2 separate regions of the Arachis hypogaea genome follow, and region 1 is linked to region 2. Evidence: chromatin contacts called from public Hi-C data. All regions are on one chromosome and are shown on one strand. The core of a region is the stretch at or near the end of the contact, and the rest is flanking DNA. Distances in the headings are between cores, read along the strand shown. Region 1 holds the start of LOC112750873 (purple acid phosphatase 17). Region 2 holds the start of LOC112749026 (type IV inositol polyphosphate 5-phosphatase 9).

What was found. A called contact is a pair of places that touch in the nucleus more often than the background predicts.
Region 1: a Hi-C map of leaf shows a contact between it and region 2, with 3 times the contacts expected there. The contact joins the promoter of LOC112750873 here to the promoter of LOC112749026 in region 2. A contact is called at or near these places in 2 of 8 Hi-C or Micro-C datasets (both in leaf).

What each region holds. Positions count from the first base shown.
Region 1 is chr15:138,577,689-138,582,213 of arahy.Tifrunner.gnm2.J5K5, forward strand. It overlaps LOC112750873 (purple acid phosphatase 17), which reads right to left and starts at 1,792. Exons shown (of 7, transcript XM_025799778.3): 1 at 1,159-1,792; 2 at 341-497; 3 at 138-245. The coding sequence starts at 1,344.
Region 2 is chr15:138,283,661-138,288,009 of arahy.Tifrunner.gnm2.J5K5, forward strand. It overlaps LOC112749026 (type IV inositol polyphosphate 5-phosphatase 9), which reads right to left and starts at 3,047. Exons shown (of 8, transcript XM_029293267.2): 1 at 2,959-3,047; 2 at 2,693-2,862; 3 at 2,482-2,589; 4 at 2,052-2,391; 5 at 1,751-1,935; 6 at 1,052-1,160; 7 at 597-748; 8 at 1-48. The coding sequence starts at 2,859.

The DNA of each region.
Region 1 (4,525 bases), core at 542-3,041, 290 kb after region 2:
TTTGTTCTTTAAATAAATAGTAAAGAACCGAAAAGAGCATTTACTCTAGATAAAAGCTATTTCTCTCCATGCGACGACATCCAATTGAGTGTCAGTGTGTTAAAAGGCTTAGATAAATAGAGGATAACAAAAAATACCTGCATCTACAATAAATGACCTTAGGCAAAGCCATCTGCAATCAATTTCCCTAAGGAAAGGGCTCAACTGGGCCTCAGCATCCCCCCTATAGTCATGGTTTCCCAACACTGCAAGCCAATTTATGATTTAATTAATCAATCATCATATGTAAGGTCTATAGCATAATAAAACTCTAATCCCTTAATCAGTAACTTGAACTTACCAGCGTACCACTGTTTTTGTAGGCTCTTAGCAGTGTAGATTTTGGTGAATGATTCCTCAAAGAATGGATCATGATCACTAGTTAGGCCATTGTCATAGAAATTGTCTCCAGTTGAAATCACAAAATCAATGTCAAGCTTCTCTCCTATTTCCCCCATCTACAAAGACAACCAACTTCCTTTTCTTAGCTATAATTATAATTTGCTCATAGACAACTTTAATGGAGTATTTTTGGAATATCACTTCTAATAGCTACAGAAAATAAACTGTTTTAAAATAAAAATTTGTATTGGAAATAACAAATGAAATGAAACTAGTCTCAATTTATAGACAGTATCATTGACAGAAAACTAATTAAATTTTGCTATTTTGTATAAGTATTTTTGTTCAGTTTTTTTAAATTCAAAATCAATTGAAACCAAATATTAGAGTGATAAATTACAAACTTGATCTCAAATTATTAGTTATGATATATGATTCCACAAATGTTGATAGTATTTTGTTGGATCCAAAATGAAATGAAAGGTAATATTAGAGATGCTCTATTAAAGATTAATCTTGCCACCAAAAAAATTATTATTCTATAATAAGAAATTTCTCTTAAGAAAATGGTGCATGCAGAATTGTTTTCTGCAAAATAACAATGTTCTAAGAATCTGCAATGATGTGAAGAACATAACATCAAGAAATTTGGATTCCTCAGGACGAGTACATTTATCATTTTAATTTTCGTAATTAAATTATCCGGCAATTCAAATAGTTTATCATAAATCATAATAGATAGGAACGAGAGAAAGAAAGAGTGAAATAATGGCAAACCTGGTAAGCAACTTCAGATTGGTTATATTCACCTCTTCTTCCCCAATCACCAACCACCAAAAAATCAAGAGAACCATCACTTTTACATGGTTGTGTAAATCTCTGAAGCTCTGCAGATGCATAAAGAACCCACAAACCAAAGCTAATAACAACAATAATCGTGAAGAGAAGAAAAGATTTAGACATGGTTATTGTGAGTCTTGAAACAAATGCAAAACCAAAGAGGAAAGATCACTCTGTTTTTGAAAAACGGTTGGTGTTTTCCTACATTTATATATATAACCAATCCTCAACGTAACCTGCTTAGAAGAATATTAATAATCAAGGTACTAAGTAACACAAATTAATGTTAGATCTTGTGAAACTGTGAAAGGGACAGCAATTGTAAGCCACTGGAATTTTTCTATTAACAGTTAATTCCAACTCAATTTTCAAGGAGCATATCTTAGTAATATTTTAATGTTTACTATATTTGGCAATTGACATTAGAATCAACTTGAGAGAAACTTGTAATATACTATTACTCGCATCACATTTTGTTAAATTTAGTGACATTGACATTGAGATATTGGTCTTCTTAGAAGTGAGAACCAATACAAAAGCAAAGAGTGATGTGTCATTCGGATTCAATAATGTGTTATGTGTGTGTGATGCATGATAGTTATATGTCAAAATCAGTTACTTACATAAAATATATATTAAAAATAATAAATTATAGATATTTTTATTCATAAATACATAATTATTATTTTTGGTATGTAAATAGTATTTTTGAATATTATTTATTGTTTTCACTTTTAATGGCAACTGCAAAAACCAAACAAGTGGTGCGGTTGATCAGGAAAATAACATGGGTTTGCGAATTGGGAGGTATTAGTTGGTTATATCTAGGGAATATGCCCAGCATAACTCTTTGCAAATGGATATTCCAACGAATATCCAATAACATATTCGCATATTTATATATAATAATAATCATTGTTGATTTTGTTTTTTTTTTTTTTAAATTTGTATTGTTTATTGAATTTAATTGGTTTAATTACTCTATTAATTCTCACTTATAAATTTTTTAAATTTGTAATTAGATTTTTATATTATTTTTTTAATTTAAATATTATATATCAACAAAATATTTGATCTAATAAATTATCACTATAAAAAATATAATAAATTTAGAATATTTATCTATTTTGGTCCTCAACAAATTTTGGACCAGATACTTTAGTCCTTAATTAAAATTAATTATTTGATTGATCTCTAACAATTAATTTTGTCAGTCACTTAGGTCCTTTGTTCCGTCAACTCTAACGAATGACAAAACAGTCCCTAAAAACTCTAAAAAGGGGTAAAATGGTCCCTAACCTCCTTTGTTCGAAAACGACACTGTTCTTCTCCAATTTCCATCATATCTCGCATAACACTAACAGTCTAACACTGTAACTTCAAGCTACACAATGCACACTCTGCAACTTCAATGTTCACAGAAAAAAAATCCTCAACTTATTCTCAACTAATTCATACTCAGGAAACTAATGACTACATCTCTCAAGTACTTGTCATCTTCGATGGATCCGATGAATCTAGACAGCAAGTCTGATTTGTTAAGACTCAGCGTCGTTGTCACCATCTCCCTCCTCCTCTGTCCTATCATCTCCATGGCCACATTATCCACCACTCCGATCGCTTCCTTCAACTTCTTCTGCGAAGCAATATTCAGTAATTATGTCAATTTTCATATGAGCAGTAACGGCGACATTGCTCGTTGTACTGATAGCTTGGATGCGAGGTCTAAGCTGTATGGCAACTTGGACTCTGAGAAAGAAGGAATGAAGCACTCGGAGTCTATTCCAAATGAGAATTTGCATATGATGTCGAAGAAAAATCTTCTCATGATGTTCTAATGTCCAACAATCTATATTGCTTGTCGAATAGTGGAGAAGGGCGTGCCCTTGGGGTAGTTGTGAAACTTGGTCTTGAGAATGTGGTGGATGTTGTCAAGGTTGGAAGTAATGCTGTTTGAGGATGTGGAGGTAGATACTTCTGGTGAGTGAAGTGCGAAGGAAGTGGGTATACCAGCCACAGAGATTTAGGAAGTGTGTGGTCCATGATATGTTGAGGTAGGTGCGACACGCGTGGCAGTTACACTATGGCTTGATCTTGGAGTTGAATAGGAAGAAGAAAAAGATAGAAAAGAAGACTGTGAAGGTGAAGAAGGAAAGTATGAATGTTAGTGTTATGCGAGATATGATGAAAATTGGGGAATAACAGTGTCATTTTCGAACAAAGGGGTCAGGGATCATTTTGTCCCTTGTTAAAATTGTTGGGGATCATTTTGTCCGTTATTAGAGTTGTCAAAGACCATTTTGTCTTTCGTTAGAGTTGACGAAGCCAAGGACCTAAGTGACTGATAGAATTAATTGTTAGGGATCAATCAAGTAATTAATTTTAGTTAGAGACTAAAGTATCTAGTCCAAAATTTTTTGACAATTAAAATGAATAAATACTTATAAATTTAAGTAAAATTTAGTTAATACGTGTTTTAAAGATACATGAAATTATTATTATTATTACTATTTTTTTTTTTGATAAATACAAAACAAGTAAGTGGTGTATGTGCTGCATTAATTATTGAGTTGAATTATCCAACATTAATTATTGAGTTGAATTATCCAACATGCATGAAGTGATAAACTAAACTATTTTGCCCATTTGTGTGAAAGGATAAAATTGGTGACCATTGGAGCAGCATGGATTTTCTGAAGCTTGATGGATTATCAATTAGATGCGCTACTCGTAACTTGGTTCAGTTTTCAAAGTACTGTAGTTCATTTTTTGGTGATTTTTTTTTTTTTTGGTGACTTAAGTACTGTAGTTCTAAACCAATTTAATCTAAACTTCGAATTATTTAATGGTGAATGCTATGGTGCCTAAAAGGTGGTGCCTATTTATTAAAAAAGGTTAAAAATCAATATTTAATTTAAAAGATATAAAAATAAATAATTTTTAAAAATTCAAAACCTACTACAAAAGAAAAGTTAGGCAAAATTTAGGCACCAAGTCATAGGCACCATAGAATTGGCCTTATTTAATTATGAAAATGAAATGTTGGGGAAACAAAAAGAAGTTTTGAGTAGTTTATTTAAAAAAATTAATGACTATTGTAAATGTGCCTAATTAATTGTGTACTAATTGATTACTAATCTTAAGTGATTGATCGATCTATTGTTCTCTAATTAATTATTTATTGATTTATTTTGACTTATCAACCCACTATGATTTACTGATCTACTGTCGAATTAATATTTATTTGGGTATTATTATCTTGATAAAAAAATTTTAATAAGTTTTTTTTATTTTTTAATGTGTT
Region 2 (4,349 bases), core at 1,797-4,296:
TATTTACTTTGCTTCATTCCCTCTCCAAACCATAGTATTCGATCACACCTGTAATCCTTCTTGTGTTAGATAATCATCTATCTACTCTTCCCAATAGAAATGCTACAATATATAATGTTATAGGAAAAGTCTAGAGGCCAGCAACTTTTGTGTTTTCTGGCCAACACTTAACCATCAAAACAAAAGTGAGTGATTTTCTACCATTAGATATAATCTCACCCCATTAAAAATACTATTAATGGCCAATTGATGGTAACAAAACACTAAAATTGCTGGTCCCCTAGCATTCATGAAAAAGCAAGATTGAGATCACAGTTGAAAAATTTGCGAACCTTTCCAAAAATTATGATATTATGGAGCCAGTTTTAGGGGAGCAAAAGTGTTAAACATTTTGGATTTACACACACAAAGTAGGGCACAATGAACTGGACTCAGTAATACAATATGGTAACAAGAATCTTTCATATTGTTGGTCATTTTGGCTTTCTTGATGCATTCATAAAGCAATAAATTCTAAAGGCAAATTATTCAAATTCTTTAATTTAATGCTCCCAACCCAAAAAAGGTAAAAAGCCAATCAAAATTCTTTAATTTACCATGCTGGAGCACGCTTCTTTTTGGTCAATTGTTTCTGATCACACCCAATGTAATCTTCAGAATTAGGGTGGTACTTGTAGGTAGGTGGAAACTCTATAGCTCCTTCATGCCAACCTTGGAATACATGACCCTCCGTGAGCTCCATCTTTAGCTATAATATATATATTTAGAATAGAGTTTTAAATCTTGATGAACTTATATTATTGTTATTGTTATATATATATATATATATATATATATATATATATATATAGGAAGAGTTTCAAGTGTACCGAAAACACCGGTATTCTAGTTGTTTTAACCGTTGATCTGAATTATAAAAAATATATATAATATATATTAATTGAAATCAACGGTTAAAACAACTAGAACACCGGTATTTTCGGTACACTTGAAATTTTTCCATATATATATAGTAACTAATTATTGCGAAAACTTAGTATTTCTTAATTACCTGATCATGTTTCAACAAGGTTTCCCATTGTCTTCTCTTGATCAATGATTTTGTTGCAAAGTCTGGCAGGTAGATCCTGTAGTTCAAATCCCCAAGCCACACTATCCGGCTGCATGGAAAAAATATGTACACATTTTAGATCAAGTTCATGTTTTGGTGACTATTTTTTTTTTTTTTTGGACATGGTGTTTTGGTGACTATAATGTGTTATAAAGTTCTCAAATCTAAATAGCTATGCAATTTTCAGTCTTGAGAAATTCCCAGGTCAAGTATATCAATCAGATATTATGTAGCCTTAAATTTTGGAAAAATTAGTACATACTTTTACAAATAGAAAGTGTCATGTAAAATATTCTTTAAAAGAAAGTATAGGGAACAATTTTTAGTTAGTTAATATTAGTACATTTTTTTAAATTATAAAAATTTTTACTTCTTAAAGGATTTAGGATTTATAATTTAAAATTTAAAATTAATAATTTATAATTTAGGATCTAAAATTTAAGATAAATAAAATAATTTTAACCATTACTCATTGTTTAATTACATGAGAGGTCAATCTAATTTACACGATTTTCTTCTTGCTGCTGAACAATAAGCCAACATAGTGATACTACATAATCATTGTTAAGTGGCTCATTCTTTTTCCACAGCTTCACTTTTGAACTTCATTTATTGAATGAATTCAACCAATAAACTTACTCATGATCAATAATTTTTTCAGGCATATCATGAAGAGGATCAGCAGGGAAGCTTGTCCGATACAAAATCTCGGCTGCATCGATGTTTCTCTGTTTCCGGTCTTCTTCTTTTCCACCGGAAGCTAGATGACTACATATAAAGCAGAAGCTCGTTTCATGCAAGCAAAATCTAATTGATATTGAACCCTGTATTTTTAAGGTTAAAAAAAAAAAAAACTCACTCTAAGAAACAATGTATAAAATTTTTCAAAACTTGCATATCAAAAAGTTCTCAAGCATATACAATTTTGCAGAAAACATGCCTTGTTTCCCAAGCAACCCATGATTCCACATCCAACCGACGAAACACTCAAGTGATGGATCGATCGATAGAGGTCGCATCGAACCCAAATTGTGACAAACATTCCAACCATTTGCTTACTTATGATGCATTGGAACTCTTGTCCAACATCACCTTCTACACAAACTTGTTCTTGATCCTTCAGGGGATACACCTTTTGAGGCTCTGCTGTTCTTTCTCCTTTCTTGGTTGGCATTCTTTTGTTAAGGGCCGCGCCGATGAGCGAATTCCATTTCCTTGAAACTCTTCGGTTTTGGGGTCCTAACACATTTGCTGCATTCAAAGGAACAATTTCTTGGAACCTTGTATAACAAAGTTGTTGATCACATCACATATTAGTCTATGAATTAAGTAAAACTAAATATTTAATCCAAAACCATTATGAAACTTACCCTAGAACATAGATATCCGGAAAATTATTTTGTATTTCTAGCCAATCTTCCATGTCCAGATTCTTTGGCGGTTGGATTCCTCCAACATTCCAAGAACCAACAAAGATCCTATTTCAGAATAGCATAAAGATTATTAGATATGATTACTTTGAATGATAATTGTAAAATATAATAATTCATAATTAGAACAAGCCAACACAATATCTCATACTTTTTGGTGTGATGATGGAAGCATGTTCTTGAGTTTTGAGATGATTGATTCAAATTATAATGAGTTCCCTTCTTGGCTAGTGATGGATTCTGATTATCTCCTTTGGAATTATCAAAGCTAAGTATCCTTTTTAGTATCTTACTCTCGTTTATCTTGAATCCCTGCATGATCTTTGAACCAAAAAAACAAACACTCTTCAATATGATTAACTCACCAAACATGGGACAAAAAAGACAAATTGAAAAAAACAAAACTAAAAACGATACCTAGTTGTTGTAGTTTTCTTGAGATTACCACCAAAGTATGGAAGTGACTTACAGAGCTTAGAGAAGTAGAAAAGAAAGAGACTTGTAATGTGATATCAAGAGGATTAGTCAATGGATGAGGATGGGGATTTATAGGCATGCAACTTAGTGCTACCCCAATTGAGTAATAGTTTTTTTATTGTATTATTTAAAAGTAGAAGTAAGTTTCAAATCGAATATTTTATTATGGTTAGAATTTGTATTCAGATTCTTTGAAAATGTGTCATTACATATAATTATTTATGTACTTCTATTTAACTATTTAAGCTTTTGGAGTAAGCACGATTTTTATCACAAAAAAACTTCTGAATTTGATATTTATTACTCCAAAAGAAAAAAATAATAATAACACAATGCAAACAAGAATTGAGAAAATGCTAGGCAAAATTCACACTTCAAGCCCAGCCGTTTAAATTTTTTGGGATAGAGGATTTAATAACACTTTTAAAAATATATACGTTTCATTGAGCAATAAAAGTTGAATATGATGTTATTTTCAACTTGAGAAAAGTATAGAAGAACAACACATATTCTGAACAACATAAATAACAAGCTAATTAAGGAATGTTTTATTAATTGTAAATATTACAATTTTAATTAATTAAAAACAATCACATTAGTCAAATTTGAATAAGAGAAATGCTAGTGACCTATCAAAACTTATTGTTTTTGGTTATCACATAACTATCAATTCAATTCCTTTAGTCTAATTATTTTAGTCTAGTAATCCAATAACATACTTTATCCTATACATTTAAACATTGATGACTAACTGATGGCAAAAAACAATAAATGCTGATGGCCCCTAGCATTCCTTTTTGAGTAATTAGGATTTGCACCCCTAAACAAAATTTCACAACAATACCGTTCCTATCATCGCACAGTCACAATGCCTCGCCGGTCTACCTCCACAGTGTCTCGCTGGTCTGCATCCACAATTTGCCGTCGTTGGAGGAGTGAGCTTGACGCGAGGTTCTTTTCCGTCTGAGCGTGCCGCTGTCCTGCGATACCAATGCAGCCGTCGCCATTTCTATCTCGTGATCTGGGGCTGCATCTGCCGCTGCTATCCACGACCCCAATGCTGCCGAAGTGGCTGTTGTCTCGCAACCCTGTAGGGCGACGCTACTACTGCTATACCAAGCACCTCTCCCGTTTTTGGTGCTAAAGGTTAGTAAATAGTACCGGAGATGGAGTCATCGCTGGATGAAAGAGGTTCTAATGCCCCGTTTTATGATACCAGTGACTACCATTCTAATCACACGGAGGGCGATTTTGCAATGTGAGCATTGATGATGTCCAATGTGATGACAAGGTACGTCTTTGAATTTTTGTACGTACTTTAATGCTTTATT